Linked DNA regions of Thunnus thynnus: region 1 is linked to region 2. The links are chromatin contacts, called in public Hi-C maps. All regions are on one chromosome and are shown on one strand. Each heading gives the region's core, a stretch centred on a gene start, on an enhancer-like site or on the middle of the called end of the contact. The rest is flanking DNA. Distances are from core to core; before and after follow the strand shown.

What was found. A called contact is a pair of places that touch in the nucleus more often than the background predicts.
Region 1: a contact with region 2 is called in a Hi-C map of muscle, with 5 times the contacts expected there. The contact joins the promoter of clcn5b here to the promoter of si:dkey-171c9.3 in region 2. A contact is called at or near these places in 2 of 3 Hi-C or Micro-C datasets (both in muscle).

The regions. Positions count from the first base shown.
Region 1 is chr22:19,742,775-19,747,068 of fThuThy2.1, reverse strand. It overlaps clcn5b (chloride channel, voltage-sensitive 5b), which reads left to right and starts at 2,369. Exons shown (of 17, transcript XM_067579188.1): 1 at 2,369-3,180; 2 at 3,873-4,022. The coding sequence starts at 3,884.
Region 2 is chr22:19,603,806-19,607,832 of fThuThy2.1, reverse strand. si:dkey-171c9.3 (A-kinase anchor protein 11) reads right to left here and starts at 2,594. Exons shown (of 2, transcript XM_067580144.1): 1 at 2,564-2,594; 2 at 1-157. The coding sequence starts at 151.

The DNA of each region.
Region 1 (4,294 bases), core at 1,120-3,619, 140 kb before region 2:
AACATGAGGAGAAATAAAGTTAAACTAAGTAGGGAAGAAGAAGAATGAGTGGAAATCTAGGAGGAAATGAAGAAGAAACAGAAAGATTTAATGGCTTTAAGTGAACGCGTTAACATTCAGGAAAGACAGGAAGTGAGGAGAAACAGGCCCACTAAAACAAGAATCACCGTGGGAGGCAGGGTGGAGACGTGTTTATGTTGGGCTGCGAGAAGCTGAGAGACAGAGAGAAAAGAGGAAGATGAATGAGTGGGAGGTGTGCTGAGTTCAGCAAAGGCAGCATGGGAAGGAAGAGGGGGGGGAAAGGGCGAAGAGGGAAAGAGGTTGCTGTGATTAATCAAACCTGCAGCCATTAACCGGGATCCTACAATACCATGCTGTCTTTATACACACACACACACACACACACACACACACACACACACACACACACACACACACACACACTGTAAACCTGGTAGCCTTCATTCATTTCCACGTGTGACCACAAGGTGTCGCCTGTCAGCTGTTTGTAGTGTCAATGTTATCCAAGGTGTGCAAACATGAAGATTTTGTATTTTTTAAGAGTGAGAGTTAACATTTAAGAGTGTTAAATGCAGAATTGATAAACATGAACAGCCTGTAGAGTTTTTAAATCAATTGTAATATGTCTGTATAATATCTGTGAACAAATATAATGACAGTTAAGATGGTTTTCAGGCTCTCCGACACCACAAACAAGTAAATAAAGTCCTCACTTCATTTTTTTGTTTTTAATTTAATTATTAAATTCAGTGTCCTTTTTTTTATATTAACTTCTTCCACAAAAGGACACTGTACTGAGCAGATTACCTTTTGATTCATTTTTATTCACATATTTATTGATTATATTTTCTTTTTTAATTATAGGTGCTAGTTCTGCTCACATTCACATTGCAAAAGTTGGTTTTAAAACCTTAAAAATGTTCTGTACTGACCAAAAAAGAGAGTAGCAGTTACTTAAAAATTTGCTGTTTCCACAAGAAAGACACTGTACTGATCGGTCCTGTTGATTAATTTATTTTTAAAAAATTCTTTAAATTCTAGTTGATTGTTGTTCTGCACTTTTTGCACATTGTAAAGTTGGAGGGAATGTTTTGGAGTGATAAAATATTGAGTCATTACTTAAGAAAAATGTATTCACAGCTCACAGAGAAGATAATAGATCATTGTAGTAGTAATTTAGCTAAAACTATTATATTAAAGCTGAGTCAAAGTCATGGCAGAATTATTAGATATTATCATTATCTCTGTGTGAGGCTCTCAGTGTTCAGGGGAACAGAGTTGTGTTCCTTTAATGCAACAGTTTACATTAAACAGGACAAACACTAATGTTACAATACATACAGTAGGTAGATAAGGTGCAGGCTTACATATAAAGATGTGCAACAGCGTATTAAATGCACTAAAATTAACTAATACATACATGAAATCATAAACATGTTGATATTATTTTTTAAAAAAATAGCAGCAAGTATGCTTAAACTACTGATATAGCACTTTAAAAAGACATTTCAAACTCAGACTGTGTGACTCTGTCTAAAATATTAAAGAAATGTTTGAAGCATCTTTTTTGAATCAGTTTTTTTCCCCAAACAGATGCTCCTGTGGCGCCACTGAGACATGCAAATGCTTCTGCTGCTAAACAACATCAGCTGTAACAATAACTTTATTTGTAAAGCACCGTTCATACAAGAAATGCAGCTCAAAGTGCTTCAAAACAAATAAATTACAAGTACTGAGTGTTTCACATGAAAAAATACATAAAATGAACATAAAAACACGTTAAAAAACATTCATGTAATATAAGATGGAAAATAAAACCCACTTAATTATACTAATAATACTGCAGTAGTGAGCAGCTTTTATCTATAATATGTGCAAGTGAGAAAAAGTGGAAAATATTGCTGCAGAATGTAGAAAATGTTTATAGTAAGAATATTGATGACCGATTAGTCGATCTGCTCCACTGACCCAGTTAGCTTTTAGCTCGACTGCTTTTCCTGCCGCACATATGCTGCTGTCAAGAGCGCGGGAGTGACACCGGAAGTGGATAAATTTCTTCAAAATTGATGCACCATAATAACGCAGCAATAAATAGGAAATGCCACAGTGTTTCGATCAATATTGAAATTAAATCACTAAGAATTAAGCTTATTACTGCAAACATTCGATAGCATTTAAATTTTTGATTGTTGAACTTGTTTGACATCATGTCTACTGTACTTGTGTCTTGGGTTTTCTTCAGGAATAAATAAATAACGTTATATTTCTTCGAAAGGATGTGTTTTTGGATTTTTGTTTGGTACAAAACAGGAAATATCTCCCTTGTGATCCCTTATCTACTCAATCGGAGCAGGACTTTGTCCCAGATTAGCTTTGCCAACGGTCTAATAAGACTGATTTATGGCAGGTCGCTCGACACTTTTGATGTCGCTCAACAGAAAAGAGTCGCGCGACGTTTTCATTATGCTTCATTCATGCTTCAGCGAAAAGTTTCGGTCGTCTCCATGGTAACCGTGGTAAATTATATCCTCCAGTTAGCTTGTTTAATTACATTATATCATCTCGACGTTACAAGTTATCTAAAAACTTACAGACCAAAATATCAATAAGGAAGTTCAGTGAAAACTACAGTGGTCTCCATGGCGACGTTAGTAACACTATCCAATCACACTGCGCGACAAAATAGGACGGTGTCCGCGACATAACAAAATTCTCCAGATGCGCGACATTTCTATCGAAAATACGTCATTTCTGTCGAGCGACACTTACCAAAAGTGTCGAGCGACCTACCATAAATCAGCCTTTAATGCGGCGGAAGTCGTATCTAACGTTAGCTAACTTGACGCTAGGCGTTTGCAGTTTAAGTGGCAAAACAACCCGTACTGCAGACAATTTTAAACAATTCATTATTTTGGGGTGTCTAAAGGAGACACTTTGCCTGTCATGGCTTCCTTTAGGACACCTCCTGCGTTGTAAAAAGGCCGTTTTTGGAGGACGGAGAATGACGCAGGATTTTCTCGAAGCGGGTCGCCGCGGAGCTTGAAGTTTACATTGGCTGCTGTTGACATAAGCAGCCTACAGTAGAGGAGACGACGGCGGGGCAAATCCGAGTCACAAGACTTCTTCACTGAGCCGGACGGCTGCTCTCATTCCTTACAGGTAACAATCAGGCCTTTAAGTTAACATTCTCTGTCTGTTTTTTATCAACAAAACTAAACGTAACCGCCGCCGCTTCAAGCGCCGCCGCCGCGGTAACGGTTAACGAAGTTAGCTCAACGGTCAGAATTCGTCAGTTTGTTTGACAGCTTAGTCGTCGTCACAAGAAAAGCTACCAGCTAAACGCTCGAGCTAGGCTAATAATCTGCTTTTCGTCTGCCGCAATATGTTTTCCACTGAGTTGTTGTTTTTTTTTCTCCCTCCTTTGCTGGTTGCAGCTCTAAACCACAGTGTTATAGGAAACAGAGAAGTGTAAAAAAAAAAAAAAAAAGAGCGGAAACGGTTGCGAAAAAACTTCTCTGTAACTGGAGATGTGCTGTCATTACTGACTGTGATGAGCCAGCAGCAGCAGCAGCAGCAGTCGGATATTTCACAAACACGTCCCAGAAATAGTTGTATAAAATACAGTCAGGGGAGGGAGATAAAAGCAGACTGTCCATTGCAGTCATTTGCTTTCTTTCGGGTGTCATAAATGTCTAAGTTTTGGGCGAGCTTGTACAGAAAATATGCAGCCGGCAGCTTTGATGGTAAAGCGGATAACAATCTTCCATCTCCCGCTTTTTAAAACCCACCCAGACGCGGTTTTTTTTCTTCTTCTCATAAAGCGTTTCCTCTCTGTTGTGTGTTGTGTGCAGGATCTGAAGGGATGGAAAACCCCGGATACCGTACCGGGAGCTTTGACGCCCTTCATCACCCCAGCGACGATGATGATGACGAGATGGTGGACATTGCAGGAGCCACACTCGACTTCTCCAGCACGGACGACGTCCCTCCTCTCAGCTCAGGTAACTGTTTAAAAGTCAAAGTCCGTTCACAGCTGAAGCGTATATTAGGGTCAAAGGAAGCTTTTGGAGTGTTTGCAGCTGTATAAATAAAAATATTCTTGTTCTTTCACAAGTTGAGAACAATAATAGGCTTTTAGATCTTATAGAAATGTTTGCACCAGTGTGAAACTAACCTGTAACCCAGTTTGGATGTGTAGCAGTCATGAAATTAAATGAATTAAGCTAATTAAAGGTCTAATCTGGAGCATCCTGTGGGGGGGTTTTCATCATAT
Region 2 (4,027 bases), core at 1,345-3,844:
CTAGAAGCGACTGTATTATGTTGTCAGCCATATTGTTGGCAAATTTCTCAATAGTCCCAACGTCTACGGGGCTGCTCTTGAGGCCTGCAGAAATGCCAGTTTCTTCTGGGGTGAGCTCCGGCACCATAGGATCTGGACTTACTGCCTGCATCGCATCCTGTGAGGATAAAAGCAATAATGTCGGTAAAAAAATGAAAGAGATATTGTTTTTCCTGGAGTCATTTTTCCTTGCAAGAATATGGGGAAGGCCAATACATGGAATAAGCATAGAAATGAATCCAAAGATGGTTTGAACCTCTGCCTAGTTCTTATAATTAGATCGTTTTGAATTTTTTTTTCTTTAAATATTGCTTGCCAGCATCTTCAGTTAAAGCCAGGCAGCACATAAATATTTCCCCTAAATGGTGCTGCATTTCCTTCTATGTCTCTACCCTGCAAATATTTCCACATTCCTTGCCTGTTTCAGATTAGGGTGATAGATAGAAGCGATAGATAAGCTACATATTGAAAGAATGTTGTATGTATAAGACACGGCACAGAAGAGAAAGTGTAATCAGGACTGATGTAAAAACAGAGGAAGAAAACAGACGGACAGAAAGAACAGAAAGTCCCCTCACACAGCCTCAGATGGAAAGTAAGATTGAGGTCTCCAACCACAGCCTGTCACCATATGAGCTGTCAGCAAGCCAGGATGTGACAAGCAGGAAGTTCAGCTCGCTATTAGATTACGCAAAAAACGAAAAAAAAAAAAAACCAGCTGGCCTCTGCAGCAGCAACCTGTCCCTTTTTCTAAACTCGGTTTTTGCAGGCATCTGTAATTCATGGGGATAGAGCTTTGTTTAGTAATTGCAGCTTTAAGTTGGTCAAACAGAAATGGAGCAAAGCAAATGTTGCACAGAAAAGTATTACGCTGTTGACCTCTGATTCATACATGAAATGAGACATCTACATCAGCATGATGGTATAAAAAAAAAAGGCTTTGAAAAGAAACATGTGCCTCTTTGTTTTACAAGGCTTGATTCAGCAAATAAGGGTGTCAGTTTTCACGAGGACTCCAACTGCAGTTATTGATATGAAATAACATGGAAACTCATAGCTGTTATTGCTCTCGAGGGCATAGATTCACAAAGCTGTGTTGATAGGTATTTTTAGTACTGTATTGGTTAGTTTTATGAATAAAGACCAAACAGTTTGACTGTTTTGCTCTTGGGTTTTTTTTTATATTAGTTTTTTCCTCCTAGCTTTAAAAATAATTCTCCACTTTGGCTTGAAATTGTTTTCGGAAACCTTCATGACATGTTTATTCACACATTTTGTGAGAAAAATGGATCAGAAAGACAATGAGGAGGTAACCGCAAAATGAACTTAACACCCAGAACTACTGCTGTGGCACCACTATGTCTTTTAATGCAGCCACGGGTTTCCGAATCAACATTTCACGTCCATCTTGTGATCACGGTTTCAAGTTTAGCTTTTGCCAAGATGATTTGATATGAATTTAATTCAAATTTTCTAGGATGTAACACCTTCCTCGTGTGATGATTTCTTTCACACGCACTCTTTTTCCTCTCTCAGCTCCTTCTTTATGCTGCTAAAGCGAATGACCTTGTCTGCAACGCTAGAGGTATTGACTTTACCAAATGACTCCAGTATGTTTGTGTGCGTGTTAGAAAAAAAACAACAAAAAAAAAAAAAACACAGTGTGTCACAGCGTTATCCTGCCATTATTCACTCAGTGGACCACAGCCGGGGTTCAAAATGGACGGGGCTCAAAGAGGAGGACGAGATAGAGAATGAATCGCAGATGTGGAACAAATTACAGCTAAAACAAAGAATGTTTTCCCTTGGCAATCCGACTTGGACATCCTGATGGGCAGAGGAACATTTATGGGATGAGGATGCTTCTTTGCTACCTCGGTGTGTCTGCGCTACACGACCCTGTCTAAACAGAAAGTCAGTTTGATGCTAAATGCTCATTTGTTGAAGCCAAAACAGATCACCTCACTTTCAGTCTTCTCTAAAGATCCAGACAGGGTTTCTACATTGCCTCTTACAGCAAGTCGGACAAAGGCCAGTTAGTCAATATGTTGCAAAATATTGTTGGAAATGCAATGCATCAATTGACCTTTTATTAAAACCAGATTTCATACACACCCATGTCAGTATTTTTTAATGTATTGTGACAAATCCAAAGAGTTTTAGAAGCCACTTTTCCTAATAAATTGCCAAAAAGTATTTACACAAGTCATATCTTTGGTTTTCTGTTTGTAAGAAATTAGTCAAGGTTTGTTAGCCCAATAAAAAGTGGATAAGACCAGAGATTTAACACTACAAAAACAGATAAGACAAGAAATTATACAAAGTTTCCCTGACTAAAAAAGAGATTTAAAGGATTATGAAGTATGGCAGATCAAAAGGGCAACTTCTGATTTACTGTGATACCTGGCAAGACACAGAAAGCATCTTGAGGGCCAACTGGATGACATCAAAGCCACAAGTTACATAAATGTACCAGAAAATATGAAAAAGTCAGACAGCCAGTGCTGCCTGCAGTTTTACTTACCAGTTACTAACAGTTTACTCTGTGGTGTCTCAAGTGCGAATGACTCTACACGGAAATGGTTTTATAAATAAAGTTTTACTCACTTCCTGCGTGCGTCCTGTGTGTGCGTGCGTGTGTGTGTGTGTGTGTGTGACAGACAGAGATAGTAAGAGGAAGTGTATTTCTGCATGGGTTGATCTGTTAAAAGTAACATGCACCAATGACAACTGCACCTGACATCATAAAGCTAGTTTAACGGGAAATTATTCCGTCTATTTCTTATTATTTATTCTTGTTCATGAGGTCAAACTAATAAAAGAGAGCATGAGAGCAAGAGGGAGAGGAGATGGATGGCTGGGGAGGACGAAATGATGCAGAGAAGGGAAAGCTCCTCAGCCAGATAGTATTTTTTACAGTACTTTTATGGTTTTACTTCAGTTTGGTGCACAGCAATAGCCGGAAAATTTAAACAATCCCCTCAAACTGTACGGTTTTTACTTCCATGACCCTGAGTTTAGTGTCCAAACCTCAATGGTGCAGATTTCTTAGCAGCTTTAACCAAATCCTAAGAACTGTAAAAAACTATTGCTCTCAGCTCTAATGGAGACACAAGCAATCTGGACAAAGCTGCTCTCATGTGAAGGCTTTTTGTCTTGGATGAGGAGAACTGGGAGGGGAGATGAAATAAAAGCAGCGTTGTGAGATGATATCTCTCTGTAGACTTCATTAGACGCCAGATTGCACTGCCTGAACCGTAACCCTTGAAGCTGCGTTAGAGTATCCTGTCCAAATAAAGTGAACATGGAGTGATTGTTACTGGACTCAGGGGCTTGTTTATTTTGTGTGTGTGTGTGTGTGTGTGTCTGTGTATTGAAACTGTTGGTTTTGTGCAACACATTGAAGTGAAATAAATACCAAGGGATGTTTGTTCACTTTTGCAGTTTAATGATATTGGGTCCAGAGAGAGTTTATGGTGTGTTGAAGATGTATTCAGAAATGACATAGCTCTGTATGGCATTAATATTACAGTAATGATCTCATCTCTTGTAATCCAGAGGACAACTCCTCCCAAACTCTTCTGGCAACTGGACGGACATTAGCTGCCATCTTCCCCCCAGTGTTTATCCCACGGATCCTGAACTTGCCCTCTGGATGCATGAATGTGATTTGCAATTTTATGACCCTCTATTATCCAGACTGTTAATGCAGTTAAATTCCGTGTTGTGAGACCAAGTAGACCCATTGTGCTCTTTAAGCTCCAGTTCAGGAAATTCTTATCTGTGCGCTGATTGCTCAACACGATAATTTAAATAGACTTTAAGGGTCATTTCAGTCTTGTATGACAGCCTAAAGAGAAATCATGACATGCCAGATCTGTATTATGTTGGAAAACCAGTAAAACTAAAACATAAAAAGAAAAAAAATATACCCTCTGACATGCAGAGCCTGTGAGAATACTTGGTGTATTGTGCAATTCTGTGTTAT